Linked DNA regions of Mus musculus: regions 2 and 3 are each linked to region 1. A link is a contact called in public capture Hi-C and promoter capture Hi-C data. All regions are on one chromosome and are shown on one strand. Each heading gives the region's core, a stretch centred on a gene start, on an enhancer-like site or on the middle of the called end of the contact. The rest is flanking DNA. Distances are from core to core; before and after follow the strand shown. Region 1 holds the start of Clk1 (CDC-like kinase 1). Region 2 holds the start of Tyw5 (tRNA-yW synthesizing protein 5). Region 3 holds the start of 1700066M21Rik (RIKEN cDNA 1700066M21 gene).

Evidence for each region. Promoter capture Hi-C pulls out the DNA fragments that hold promoters and counts their contacts. Capture Hi-C pulls out chosen DNA fragments and counts their contacts.
Region 2: a promoter capture Hi-C map of pre-B cells shows a contact between it and region 1, with 9 times the contacts expected there. The contact joins the promoter of Tyw5 here to the promoter of Clk1 in region 1. A contact is called at or near these places in 18 of 39 promoter capture datasets (the 3T3-L1 cell line, 3T3-L1-derived adipocytes, the C10 cell line and 12 more), 1 of 484 Hi-C or Micro-C datasets (cardiomyocytes), 6 of 115 datasets of contacts at active chromatin or transcription factors (double positive thymocytes, embryonic stem cells, pro-B cells and 1 more) and 3 of 9 other capture datasets (adipose tissue, embryonic stem cells and liver).
Region 3: a capture Hi-C map of embryonic stem cells shows a contact between it and region 1, with 5 times the contacts expected there. The contact joins the promoter of 1700066M21Rik here to the promoter of Clk1 in region 1. A contact is called at or near these places in 6 of 39 promoter capture datasets (the C10 cell line, cranial neural crest, erythroid cells and 3 more), 1 of 484 Hi-C or Micro-C datasets (pre-B cells), 2 of 115 datasets of contacts at active chromatin or transcription factors (large pre-B cells and neural tube) and 2 of 9 other capture datasets (adipose tissue and embryonic stem cells).

What each region holds. Positions count from the first base shown.
Region 1 is chr1:58,421,049-58,425,663 of GRCm38.p6, forward strand. Clk1 (CDC-like kinase 1) reads right to left here and starts at 3,040. Exons shown (of 13, transcript NM_001042634.2): 1 at 2,872-3,040; 2 at 726-886; 3 at 35-260. The coding sequence starts at 886.
Region 2 is chr1:57,404,670-57,409,340 of GRCm38.p6, forward strand. Tyw5 (tRNA-yW synthesizing protein 5) reads right to left here and starts at 2,005. Exons shown (of 8, transcript NM_001037742.2): 1 at 1,715-2,005. The coding sequence starts at 1,792. Maip1 (matrix AAA peptidase interacting protein 1) reads left to right here and starts at 1,597. Exons shown (of 5, transcript NM_001081181.3): 1 at 1,597-2,553. The coding sequence starts at 2,104.
Region 3 is chr1:57,374,108-57,379,042 of GRCm38.p6, forward strand. It overlaps 1700066M21Rik (RIKEN cDNA 1700066M21 gene), which reads left to right and starts at 3,513. Exons shown (of 2, transcript NM_028546.1): 1 at 3,513-3,839. The coding sequence starts at 3,564. It overlaps 4930558J18Rik (RIKEN cDNA 4930558J18 gene), which reads right to left and starts at 3,437. Exons shown (of 4, transcript NR_037999.1): 1 at 3,298-3,437; 2 at 1,141-1,412.

The DNA of each region.
Region 1 (4,615 bases), core at 1,790-4,289:
AAAACCTTTCAGAACGTTTAAAAGGCACTCATACCCCGTGTGAATGGTGCTGCGAAGTGTGGTGGCGACTCCTGTGTTTACTTTTGTAACTGCTTCTTCCACTCCTACCAGAGGACTTGCTACTATGCATCTGGTATCTGCTTCCAGGTTCTCCATAGGGATGCCCTGGCTCGTAGCCCATGTAGTCATTCCTGTATTCATCAACATAGCGTCGACTATGATAAGCTTTCTCATTTATGGATCTGCTTTCCAGATAATAGCTAGAGGAGAAAAAAAGTTTGTTTTACAGCTACACCAAACAATTGCAATGTAGAGAACTGAACTCAACACGTTTGACCAAGATAGGCATTTTACCACTGGACTACAGTCCTTCCACAAATCTCCAGATTATGCAGTTAAGCAATTCTAAGTATATCATTATATATGGCCCCCAGGATTTTATACACGGTAGGCAAACGTTCTATATCTGAGCTACTCTCCCAGTATAAATCTACTTTTATATTGCAGTACTTTATATGCCTTGTAAAGATGAATTTTTAATTGTGTGTGTGTGTGTGTGTGTGTATAGGTAGTATACTAAGGAGTGCCAGAAAAGGGCATCAGGTCCTCTGGAGCTGAGTTACAGGTTAGTGGTAGTGTGTCTGAAGTGTTGGGAGCCAAACTGTCCTCTGCCAAGCTTAAGTACCAGCTAAGCTATCTTCCCAGCCCATAACCGCCTTTCTTACCTGTCTGTCGTTTTGGAGTGATCGTACCTGCAGCGCTTTTGCTCACGGGCGCTGCTATGTGATCTCTTCTTTCTTTTGTGACTGCTGCTGCTTCTCCATGTTCCATAATCCCAGTCTCTTTCATCCCAGTCAGGACAGTAAGTTCTCTTTGAATGTCTCATCTATGAAAGACAAATTTTACCAGTTAAACTGTAGTTCTGTGATGTTCAGTAGTAAATGTTTCTTTGCAAACTCCCATTAGTTTCCATCTTTCCCCTCCCCAGACAGCCTCAATATAGAGTAGCTCTAACTATGTGCACCAAGTTGCCCTTGAATTCAAAGAGCCACCTGCCTCTTGCCTCTGGAGTACTGGGATAAAATGCATGTGACCCCCAGCATTAACGTTTTGTTTAAAATCAAAGTTCTAAAATTTTAGTCAACTGTCTGCAATCATAAAAATTATTGCATTGCCTCAGATTCTGCAATGTAAACTTTATTCACAGATTTTTTTTTTTTTTTTTTTTGGTTTTTCGAGACAGGGTTTCTCTGTGTAGCCCTGGCTGTCCTGGAACTCACTTTGTAGACCAGGCTGACCTCAAACTCAGAAATCCACCTGCCTCTGCCTCCCAAATGCTGAGATTAAAGGTGTGCGCCACCATGCCCGGCCAGATTTTTTTTCACCTTGTTTTCACAATGCCCAAATTCATATTAAGTGAAAAAGGTTTAAAACCTTAAGTGAAAAAGGTTAAAACTTAAGAAAAATGTATGACAGCTCTTTCAGAAGTTCAACTTACAGGTTCACAAGGTTCAATTTCTACCCAAACCAAGTCTCCGACCAACGTAACCACAAGTGACCCTAATTAAGAAGTTTTTTTTTAACTGGGCGTGGTGGTGCACACCTTTAATCTCAGCACTCGGGAGGCAGAGGCAGGCGGACTTCTGAGTAAGAGGCCAGCCTGGTCTATAAAATGAGTTCCAGGACAGCCAGAGCTATACAGAGAAACCCTGTCTGGAACAGCCCCCGCCCCCAAAGTGTTTTGTTTGTTTTTGGTAAAATACCAGTTTGGATGTTATGAAGTGTTTGTTTACAGCTATTAAAAAAAAAAAAAAAAAAAAAAAAAAGCTGCTCAGCAGATGACCTCAATTCCCAATTCACCGTCAAGTAAATGCCCACGGTCCCCGCTGACACTCTTACTGCTAGCAGAGGGAGACTGGGAAAATTATGAAAATATGGGAGGAAAGCCTGAGAAGGTAACAGGCGCGCCTTTTATGCCGAGTCAACAAAATTCGGGCTCCACCAATAAAGCCACTCTACTTAACTGTACAGGACAGGCCATGATGTTGAAAATAAAGCTGTTCAGAGCGGAAGTGACGTACAATCTTAGGGTGTTCCCCTCCTGTTTCCTAAAGGTAAACAACTCCCCCGTTACAACTTTGTTTACAAAGGAAATTTTCTATAACTTTTTTTTTTTTGAGACAGGCTCAAAGGGGATTAAAAGGCGAGCGACAGGCAGTACAGCCCGGCCGTCTTGAGTTTTAATGTTACAAAACCTAAGTAAATCCTAAACCTTCTTAAAAATCACTTGTTCCTCGCTCTCACAAGCGCTGTCCCGGTGTGCCTCGTTTTCATTATGCTCGACTTCGCTATCTATCGACCGCCTCTGAAATTCTTTTCTTCGTCGAAGGCGGAAACTACACAGAACTGAGGTGACAGCCTGCTGTGACGCTGTCCCCGCAGCGCCCATCTCTAACAAGATCAGCGACCGCAGCGTGTGGGGCCGGCCTGGTTACCAAGACCTTTCGCTTCAAATATAAAGAAAAACAGCACCAAAACCTGCGCCGTGCCACCGCCGAGAGCAAAACCAGGACCGACCGAGTCCAAGCGAAGGCCGCGCCCTGGCGCCGCCATGGCGAAGGACGAGCGCGGCCTTCCCCCTACCGCCATCTTAGGTCCCGCCGCGGCAGCTCGGGCTCTTGCAGTCGGCCGGCCCTCCTCGGGACGCGGAGCCTGCGGGCATCGTCCCCGCCTACGCAGAAGCCAGCGGCCAGAGCTCCGCAGCCGGGGCACAGAGCCCCTTCGCGTGGCTCCGCCGTGAAGAGCCGCAGCGGGGTCCTTGGAGGCGGCGGGAAGATACAAGGAAAGGCCCTGACAGACACCGCGTCTTACCTTTCCAACCCTGAAGACAAAGCTTGCAAGGCGAAGACAAAGCTTACAAGGCGACGGCGAGAAGTCTGCAAACGATTACGACGATCTCCCAACACAAAATGGTGCGGACAGACGCAGTGCGAGCTTCTTCTCGGAAAAACTGGTGACGTAGATGGGCGGGGCCTATACCGGTCCTGAGTGCGCAGGCGCGGGCCCGCTGCCCAAATGGGCGAGGGATGGAAGGACTTGGTCCTGACTGTCCTTGCTGTGGCTTCTTGAGGATACTTAGACACTACAGGTTACAGTAATAGTATAATCCACGCTCGCTCTCCCTCTCTCCTTTTTCTCTTCCCTCCTGACTGCAACCTTTTAAACTACACCAACAAAGTATCTCTGGTTAGTAACTCAGTGACTACAGTTATGTTGACCTGTCTTAAACTAGTTTTTAGTGGTTGGGTATGACATGCACTGACGCCAAAAATGTTAGAAATGAGCATGGTGGCACACGCCTTTAATCCCAGCACTTGGGAGGCAGAGACAGGCGGATTTCTGAGTTCGAGGCCAGCCTGGTCTACAAAGTGAGTTCCAGGACAGCCAGGGCTATATATACAGAGAAACCCTGTCTCGAAAACCAAACCAAACCAAACAAAACAAAAAGTTAGAAATGGTGGAACAGGAGCGGAATAGTGTAAATAGACAGATTAGTAAGTAGTCTTGAAGACTTTGAGGATGCCCCCCCCCCCCCCATAGTAGCTTCCCCCAGCCTTGAGTAGGCTGGCTTTGACCTTGTTGCCACTGAGAATGAGACTACCTGGGGTGGAACCTTCCAACTTAGATGGCTCTATTGTTCCGTCACCTGCCACTGCTACCTGCTGAGAGGCCCTTTAGATATTCCAGAGACTTCATCCAGCAGATCACCTACAGGCTGGCAACAGGCATCAAGAATGGCTTGGGGGGCGGGGGGTTATGGTTTTGAGACAGGGTTTCTCTGTGTAGCTCTGGCTGTCCTGGAACTCACTTTGTAGACCAGGCTGGCCTCAAACTCAGAAATCCGCCTGCCTCTGCTTCCCGAGTGCTGGGATTAAAGGCGTGCGCCCCACGCCAGGCTTAAGCACAGACTCTTAGTAAACTTGGGGGCCTTGAACAGAAATGTGTCTTGGCCTCCATTATTTCTCTCGCCATTTCCTTCCATACAGCTCCGGCCTCCCACTCAGGAACCCAGTTAGTGTGGCCTCAGGCGGCTTAACTCCTATTTCGCTGGTAACTCTAAAAAGGTAGATATTAGGGGGAGGAGAAAAAGGGGGGTGCGTAGGTATCAGTTTTGCAACTCCTTTGCTTTCACCTTTAAGAGTTAATCTAGACCTGGGCATGGTGGCATATCCCAGCACTAAGGAGGCAGAGACAAGGGTTATCTCTGAGTACAAGTTCAGTGTGGTCTATATCGCAAATTCTAGCCAGAACTAAAAACAGGGGAAGAGGAGGGTGCTGGCGTTGGCTTAACAGGTAAAGACACAATGCCACCAAGCCTACCTGAGTTCAATCTCCAGGAAACACATACTGGAAAGAGAGAATCAATTCCTACACACACACACACACAAATAAAGTATTTTTTAAAGAAATTAAAAAATTTTTTAAAAATTTAAAAAATTTTAAATGTACATGTATGAATATTTTGCCTACATGTATATGTTGGGGTCCAGGAGTTGGCTCACAAACCACACAAACACTGATCTCAGTCAGACAGGGATAGTTTATTGAACATATG
Region 2 (4,671 bases), core at 755-3,254, 1.0 Mb before region 1:
GGTAGGAAGACAGGGAAATTTAAGGACATGGGATAGAAAGGTCCTCACCCTGCAGTCTAAAGTCTCTCACCAGCTGAGAGGTAAGAATTCAGCACAACTAGTCAGGATGTAATGGCACATACCTTTAATCCCAGCACTAGGGAGGCAGGTGGGTCTCTGTGAGCTTGAGACAGCCTGATCTACAGATCAGAATACCAGGGCAAGTAGGGCTACACAGAGATACCCTGTCTCCATAATAATAATAATTCCAGCACAATTAAAAAATCTTGCTGGGAGGTGGCCTACATGGAGGTATTTCTTTTTATAAGTAAGAATATTATAATAGTAACAAATCATGTCTAAGGCCAAAACGCATATGACCAGGTACGGCTTATCACCTTTCCTGTAAGATAGTTATTTTCTAGGATTCTCATGAGCAAGATTAAAGCTCCACCAGCAGTAAAAGACTTGTCTTTTTATATTTTGGGGGTTTTTTTGGTTTTGTTTCTTCTTTGTTTGTTTTTGAGACAAGATTTCTCCATGAAGCCCTGGCTGTCCTGGGACTTGCTCTGTAGATCAGGTTGGCCTGGAACTCAGAGATCTGCCTGCCTCTGCCTCCTGAATGTTGGGATTAAAAGCATGTGCCACCACTGACCTGTAAAAAAAGACACATCTTAACCTCCTTGTGCAATGTTAGTGAACCATGGTTTTACCTGATCAAACTATAGTATTAGCCCAAAGCATCTCTCTTGAAACATGAACTACAACTTCTTAGTAAACTTAAACTCTGCCTTATATTGACTCAATTAGAAATTCTTCTAGGGTCATCAGTAATCCTGTCTTCTCAAAGGAACACTTCAGGCTGCTCCAGCAGCATAGCGTAGCTGTAGCTACAGATCCTATCTTACTACCACTAATATACTTCAGAGACTTTTTCCCTTAGAATAATCGCCAGAATCCTTACTCTGTTATTCTGATACTTGGACTTTCTTGAAAAGTCCTGAGAGCAAACTTATTTTCTTTTCTTAAATCTAACTGCTTTCTGCTACTTCTTTCTTTAAAAACTAAAGGGAGCCGGGCGGTGGTGGCGCACGCCTTTAGTCTCAGCACTTCGGAGGCTGAGGCAGGCGGATTTATGAGTTCGAGGCCAGCCTTGTCTACAGAGTGAGTTCCAGGACAGCAAGAGCTATACAGTGAAACCCTGTCTCGGAAAAAACAAAACAACAAAACAAAACTAAAGGGCTTAATCCTTAATTATGATTCTGGCTTAAATCAAGGAATGACTTGTACCAGAGGAAACCTACGAGACGATTTCCATTGGTTTCCCTGTTGCAATCCTTCATTAGACTGAAATATCGAGTTTCAAAAATCTAATATCTCGAAATACTCCAGGGGCTGTTAGGACCAAGCAAGAGAAGGGCGAGGGATCCTGAACTAGACTTTAGGAAAAACTCCATAGAAAGGGAGCACGTGAGGTCAGAAAGCCACACGCGCGACCTCTCAGTGAGCTTCGTGCCACCCAGCTTTCTCCGGTCATCCTGCTCCCCAAAAATGTGGGGCCGTTTCTCTCCGGGGCTTTGAATTCCCGAGCAGGGCTACAGGTCCCTTCCGCTCACTCCCTTGACAGCAGAGCGCCTTCTCTTCCCCCGAACAATCTCTGGGTTGCAGGAGAGCAGATGGGCCGCCAGAAGGTACCGGGGTGTCTCCCCTGCCTTTCCGCGGCGGGCCTCCTCACCTGTGGATAAAGATGCTCCATGAACTGCTCCCGGGAGACGCCCCGCAGCCGGGGTACCGGAAGACGCTGCTCAGCCATGGTGAAATTCACAGGCCTGGGAATTTGGACGAGTTCTTCCACGCGTGATTTCCCCTGGAAACACTACTCCGGAAGAAATGGTCCGCGTAGGTGACTGACCCCAGAGGGCGGCGGCTGGTTCGAAGTGCGCACGGCGGGGAGCCCGAGGGCTTCGGCCTGGGCTGAGGGCTAACACAGCCGAAATGAGAGGACTCACCCGAGGCGGCGGCAGCGAGGCGGCCTTGGCTCCACTTCTCCAACCCCGGCGAGCTGGTTTCCCTCCGGCCTGCTTTCAGTACTGCACAGGCATGCAGAGGTGAAAGGTCACAAACATGGCGCTGGCCGCCCGTCTCCTACCTCTGCCCCTGCTTTCCCGGCCGCTGCCCGGCCCGGTCACCCGACTCCGGACTCTCGGTAGCACCGAGGTGAGGCTGACGCTGACTGAAATTTGCTGCCTGTGCCGCCGTCGCCTGGGCTCAAGCGCGGCTCCGATCCCTCGCTACACTCGGGCCTGGACAAGCCCTGCGTTGCGTTCCTGGAGCTCCCGAAGATCCCTTCTCGGCCGGGTAGAACATCCTCCAGCCCTCGCTTCTTTACCCGCTAGTCCCAGCCGCAGCTACAGCACCGAGGAGCAGCCCCAGCAACGCCAGAGAACCAGAATGATCATTCTGGGATTTTCCAATCCCATCAACTGGGTCCGGACTCGAATTTACGCCTTCCTTATTTGGGCCTATTTCGACAAAGAGTTCAGTATCGCTGAGTTCTCTGAAGGGGCGAAGCAGGTTTGTTTGCTCCCCTAACTGACCTCTCTGCCTCGTGCATTCAGCGTTTCCGTGATCAAGTGTTTAGCCATGAAGTTTCTTCATTGCGACCCGTGGTATCCAACGATGGTAGTGACCTAGACACTGAATCTTTCGGCCACTTCAGGACTTTAATAAGCTTCTAAGTGTGTTCGCATGGTCGTCAGGGAGGAGGGGTTCATTCAAGAAACTAGGATGAAGGCCTAAGTTCAAAGCCTGTTTGTCAGTGCCACTCTAAAATTAGTTAATCCTTTGGGTATGATTTTTCCAGAATTAGAAGATTAGAGAAGACAGTGCCTGGCACACATAGTAGGCACTTCATAAGTATTTGTTAAGTAAATCGAATGGAGTAAGTTATGGTGAGGAATAAGATAACACTGCCAAAGTAATAACATATCATTTCAGGTACAAAGGCAGTTTCCTACCAGCTGTTTGACAGATCTGAATTGCCTTCTGCATTCTCTACCTATATATTCTGTCAAGGATAAGAGTTTGCTGAGGCTGCTGGTCTACTTAGTGTCCAGGTCTAGCACACTGGTGATTCCTAGCTCTGACTTTGCCCATCGTGACCTTTCTGAATAGCAAGTGATGTTGCCTTAACAATGGTCACTTTGAATCTCAAGATCATTGACACAGTTTGTGTGTACATGCTTTTCTTTCCAGGAAGACTTTTTAAATCTCCTTTCATTTTCTTAGGTTGTCAGTCCCTAGCATTTCAAAACTGTTGATTAATACAAAGGTAGAAGTCATAGTTTATTCTCCAGTTCATACTGGAATAGACCATCAGGATAATAATTTAACAACATTGACTATATGCTGGTATTTTTAATTTTACTTCTGACTTATTCAGATTTTCCCCAATTCCTAGCCATTTATACCCAACTCATGTAGTTGTAAATGAGTTCTCAACTTCGTGTAATCTGGGGCAGTATTAACTCCTGTCTCCCTGGGTCCACTCTTAGCTAATATATATGTTTGCTCAAAAATAAAAGTGAGCAAGCTTGAGTGATAATGCCTACCTAAGTATGAAGATAGGGTGAATTTGCTAGTCTGTTCTCTGTGTCAGTTGTGCACAGAGGGGTAAAATGGTGGGATCCTACTCCTTACTCTGCAGTGTCCACACATGAGTCTGCTCCATCACCCATACATAACTACACTAGTTCAGGAATGGAAATCATCATATGACGTCAAATTGAAAAGGCCTCTTGTCCAATCCTTGTTTAGACACGATGAACCCAGGTGTGCTGGCGAGATGGTTCAGTGGCTAAAGAACATCTTTCAGAGATCCTAAGTTCCATTTCTAGCACCTACAAGGTACCTCATAACTAACTCTAGTGTGGAGAGGATCTTACCAGGGTAGCCTCATTATTCATTATTACATTTTAGAGCAGTTTGCTCAGGTATGATCTTGACCAACCAAAGTAGAGACGAGGGTTCTGCATAACGGTTATAGTTCCTAATATCTGGATTATCATTCATGCTGCATGTGAGAGCTTTCCAAACATAGGAGATCCCTGCCCCAGAGTGTTCAGGGAGACCTTGAATTTGGGTATGTGCATGTTCTCAAAAGTCATCTGCATTGAATTGTGGTTGTTTGCTAGGGCTATTATAGAGGGTGTCTCAGACTAAACAGCTTAAACAGAAATATTCCAATATCTAGAGATGAGAAGTTTGCCTTCTCCTCAGGCCGCTACATTTGTTTATGTCTGGCATCTCTAAACATTTCCTCCTGTCATAAAGGTACTGATGATACACTAACCAGCTTTTTATTATTATTATTATTTAATCACTTCTTTAAAGGTGTTGTCTCCAAATAATATCATATCCCAAGGTCTTAGAGTTTAGGGCTTTACCATGACCATGGCAGAGAGACAGTTCAGCTAGTAATCATTTGCAGTTCTCTGTTGCACGTGCTCGCTTTTCTCCAGCCAGTAGTCAGGTTTCAGCTACTTCCTTTATGGAACCTCTGTGGTCCTCCAAGATTAGATAGTTCTCTCTTATATCTTAAATTCTTGAACTTGTTGGCTAACATGTCTTCTCTCAGCTGGCTTAAAGCTCCTGAAATACAAGTGGGATCTGAATGTATCAGCTTTTTCTCAT
Region 3 (4,935 bases), core at 2,263-4,762, 1.0 Mb before region 1:
ACAATGGAATGGGCTTCAGGCAGGAATCTTACGTTAGGCCAATGACTGGGAAGGAAGTTCAGTCAAGAATCTGATTTCAGGTTGGAACAAAGAAGTAGGCTTCAGGCAGGAATCTGACTTTGGGCTAGGACAGGGATGTAGGCTCAGATATCTTGGTCATCCTGTTAAGCCCTTAGAAACAGTGATTGTAGGAGTGACCACAGGACTTTATTGCCTTGCTTGTTCCTTGACTATTTGTGTTTATTAGCTTGCTGTTCCTCAATCTAGAACTAACCTTATTACTTGCATGTAATTAAAATGGTATAAAAGCAGTTTGGGAAAAAATAAACCCACCTCAGCCTCAGAACTGGCTGGGGTCACGATACAATGTTGTCCAATTGTCTCTTTTCTTTTTAATCCTCACTCCTGCTCTGGAGAACCTGTTGACTGACTGGGCTGGCTTGGTCAAATTACATATCAACAGTTATAGGTTAGCAAGCAATAAACATCTGTGTATCTGATTTATCCAGATAAAGACTTGAAATTCGGGCAGAGCATTGCCTTCATCTTACAGCTGCCTCATAATGAAGAGTGAGCTACTTCTTCAGTTGTGACAAATCCCTTAGTTTTTCAGGCTTTCACTTCCTGTTACATGAGATAGGCCAGTTTTACTACTGATTACGATAAAATGGCTTCATTCTCTTTCTGTTGTCCTTTATGATGAACTTAGTCTTTCTGGGAGTCCTTAAAGTTTCAACTTTTTTCCATTATATTGAGGAGCATGGTGCTCCGAGGACTCATCAGGAAACATTCTGAGAACTGAGAAGAAGCCAGATATGGGCTGTAGAGGTTTGCACACTACCAACAATAAAATGCCAACTGAAGATCACAAAGAACTAGAAAAGAGGACATTTTACTCAACTGGGTATAGTAACTTTGTTCTTGTAACACCTCTTATTGAGTTGGAAGTCTGGTTCTGAGAAAGACTAAAAGGCAAGAAAGTAGAGTCCACTTGTACGGATGATTGTAGAAAGATCAGAATCATCAGGGTTGATTTTGTGGGAGAAGATGAAGATGAGAGAAAATATTATGGTAATAACAAGGAAACATATAAGAAGTAGCTACAGAGTCTATGACATAGCATATAAACAACACCCATACCTTTAACGACGAATTGAGAGAGATGCTGCTTTCCCAAGAACATGTCTCCTGTAGGGCAGCAGAAATCTTGGACTGGGGAGTGGGGCGCTCTCCTTACTTCAGCTTGTTTCTTTGCTCTTCGGTTCTTCTTTTGTATTTCTCAAAGGCCTCAATTATCTTAGAGATACTAAGCCTACTTTGAGATATTTAGCATTTGCTGCAATTACTTTTTTTTCTAAACACAAGTACTTCCTGTTCTCTTCAGCATATGATTATTTCACTAATCAGTCAACCTGAAAAAACAAAACCACAAGAATCAAAAGCTACATTAGCAATATACACCCACATTTGGACTTGTAGACTACAGCTTAACAGTCCTAGACCCTGGGAAAACATGATTTGCAAAACAAAAGTGAAGATCAGCTTCCTTGGTGTGATTCTATCCTGACCTCTGCTTCTAAACTAGCTATTTTAATAAAGCAATCAATCTACTTTGTGGTAGGAATTAAATAATTTATTCTTGGTTTGTATCTTACTTTTCTATTGCTGTGATAAAACACCATAACCGAAGCAACTTATAAAAGAAAGTATTTAACTGTGGGCTCATAGTTCCAGAGGGTTAGATAGAGTCCATGACCCTCATGGTGGGGAGCATGGCAGCAGGCAGACATGGTGCTAGTGTAGGACATGGTGCTAATGTAGTAGCCAAGAGCTTAGATCTTGACCTACAAGGATGGAGGAGTAGTGGGCAAACTTAGAATGGTGTGGGCTTTCAAATCCCCAAAACCATCCCCAGAAAAACACTTCCTCCAAGAACTCCATACATCAGAGCCCTTCTCAACCAGTTCTATGAACTGGGAACTAAGTATTCAAATATGGGTCTGTGGGGGCCATTTTCAATCAAAACACCTCAGTTACATTTATTATGTCAGATAGAATCTAACAGTTTTTGTCAAAGTAATTGGTAAAGCATACCTCTATAAAGACACTAAGAAAATGTACAGAGCAATTATACTTTGTTAACAAATACAAGAAATTTAAAATTAGAATAAGGCTTGGGATATGACCTAGTTGGTAAGGTGCCTGCCTCTTTCCCCAAAGCATGGGGGCTGAATTGGATCCCCAGCATCCACAAAACAGAGAACCCAGTAGCTGGGAAGTTAGAAACAGGCAAACCATTGGGGGCTTCTTGGCTAGCCCAGTCTAGCCTAATCCATGAGCTTCAGGTTCAGCAAGATGCTGTCAAACAATAAACTAATCAATAAAAAATTTTAAAAGATGGAGTGTGAGGAATGTACTGTGATACAAAAAAACTGCTCTCACCTTAAAGATGAGCCACATATCAGTTAGCTCAAGTTTTACAGTATCAAAATAGAAAATATTATATAATTTAAGACTTTGAAAATAAGATAACAGACAGAAAATTTCTGCTATAGGCCTCTAATATAAGTCTTAGCTTCTGGGCTGGTGGAAGCTAAGCTAATACATTTCAAAGGTTTCATCTGATACTCACTAGTATGCTGGCTGTTTAGGTACACAGGTTAGCTAGGAAAGGCTATTAATTAAAAGAGCGAAAGACAGCTCAAGATAATTTTTAATCAGGGTTTGAACTTACAACATAATTTCTCCCCAGTCATTTAAGTTCTAATCAGCTAATCACTCCTGCAGAAACTTCAAGTTTCAACTTCTTTCCAGGAATCTCCTTTACACCCAAAGTCACTTCAAGCCCACAGCAGCAAACAGATGCATGTGCGTGTCCGATGTGCACACACAATGTTAAAACAAGATTCACTTTTCCCACCTTTAGCATAAATTTGGCCCAGTCCTATTTCTACACAACTTTAAGTAAGAAGTTGCTATTTCCACGACTTTCCTATACTTTTCAACGTGGTTTCAAAACCCTAAATCGGAAATTCGATAAGCTGTAAACACCCCTACAGTAAATGTGTGAACAAGTAGGCCTTTTCTCTATCTTCCCTAAGGTAAGTGTCCAGCTCTCTCTCTCTACCAACTAGGAATGTGCTAGACTTGGTGTGGAGCCAGAAATTCCCTAACTAGGTAACTTCGGGACATAGGGGATTCTTTTCATTCTGAGCAAGTACAAGACTTTCAGAACCATTCTTCTTTACCTTGGACTAAATTAACAAAGACACATCTTCACCGTGAGGATGAACCTACCAAAGCTTTTATACAGAACCCGAGGAAACTCTGACCCTGAGCAGCTGCTGCTGTGCATGGGCCCAACCTGCGGGCTCTTCCACGTCCGTTCGAACTTCCCGGCCGGGGCTGAGTCCGCCAACCACAAACGTCCTTCCTCCAGCCGCGCCCTCCGCTCCCCCTCCCTCCGGACGCACGCGGCGTGCTGACGTCACGGCGACCGAAGCCGTTGGGCAGCCGAGGCCCCGCCCTCGCTGCCGGGTGAGCGGCCCTGGCGGCTCGAGCCCATGCTGGGGTCGCGGCGTCTGCGGTCCCCCGCGCTGGTGCTGCTGCTGCTGCGGCCGCTGCTCGCTTCCGGAGACTCCGCGTCCCGCCTGCAGACCCGAGCCATGAACCCGGGCGGCGGTGAGCGGGGCTCCCCGGAGGACAGCCACCGTCTGCAGCGCTCCACGGTGCCGGGCTCCGACCCGCAGCGCAGCAACGAACTGCTCCTGCTGACATCCCGGGAAGGAGATTCCCCGGAGCAGCGGCACCACGTCCTCTACTTCCCTGGGGACGTGCAGGTAACGCGGGGCCAGGCCTCCCCGACACGCCCACACGGGTTCTCATACGATGGGGGTGCGGGGCGCGCCCCCGTTCCTGCCAGAGCCCCATCCGGGGAAGGGGCCTTGGAGGGCCACGGTCTCCAGAGAGCGGCTGTCAGTCCAGGTGCCACTGGGTGGAAGGAGAGGCGCGACAGGGAGTGGGACAGCCACGCACAGCTCCAGCCTGCTCTCAGAGGACTGTGTGTGTGCTGGGCACTGGACTGTTTAGAAAACGCTGACTGACCAAATAAAATACATCCGTTGCTAAAGTGACCTTTCCAGTAACCCTAAAACACAGCAGTGGAAGGGATGCAATCGTCAAGAATGCTAATGATACTGAGAGGCCCATTTGAATTCAACTCATCTGTGTGCTTCCTGTTACTGGTTTTTATAGCTGCAGACATACGTCTTTGCTGAAGCTGTCCTGGAAGCTGGGTTTTAATGTAAAACTGCATCGTGCAGTGGATACATTAGCCGCGTGAGAGTATCTGAACAAGTTAAAATGAAAAGGCAGCGTTCTCTGTCTCACTAGTTGTATTGCCAAGTGTTGAGTCACCACAGGTGACTTGCTTGTACCCCGTTGGACAGCGCAGATACAGTTGGCATTTACATTGAAAATCAATTATCCCAGAGCGTTGTTAGCACTAGGGTAGATATTCAAGTTAGAATATAGCTAGATGGTTTCCTCATACTAGAAAACTGTTATTGTTTTGAAATTGGTGCTTTAAAATGATACACCAAAAAATCTATTTTCTCTTGCTGTTTTCTCTCAAATCAGTTGACTTGACTAGTTGACTGCTAATGGAAACTAGCAAAAACCCAAATTTAGGTTCAAGAAAATCTCATTTTGGTGCCTTTATTCCCAGATTGAAAACAAGTGTGTTGCTTCTGCTTCCTGCGACTTGTGACCAACTACTTCATGCCTTCCAGTGGTGGTGGTGGTGGTGGTGGTGGTGATGGTGGCTGAGTACTTTCTGCTGTAAAAGTGTTCCAGACAGAACATCCACCTGGCTTAAGTAGGGCCTAAAGTGTTCTAGATATAGTTTGAGGATCATCTTTCATTTCCCATCATCAG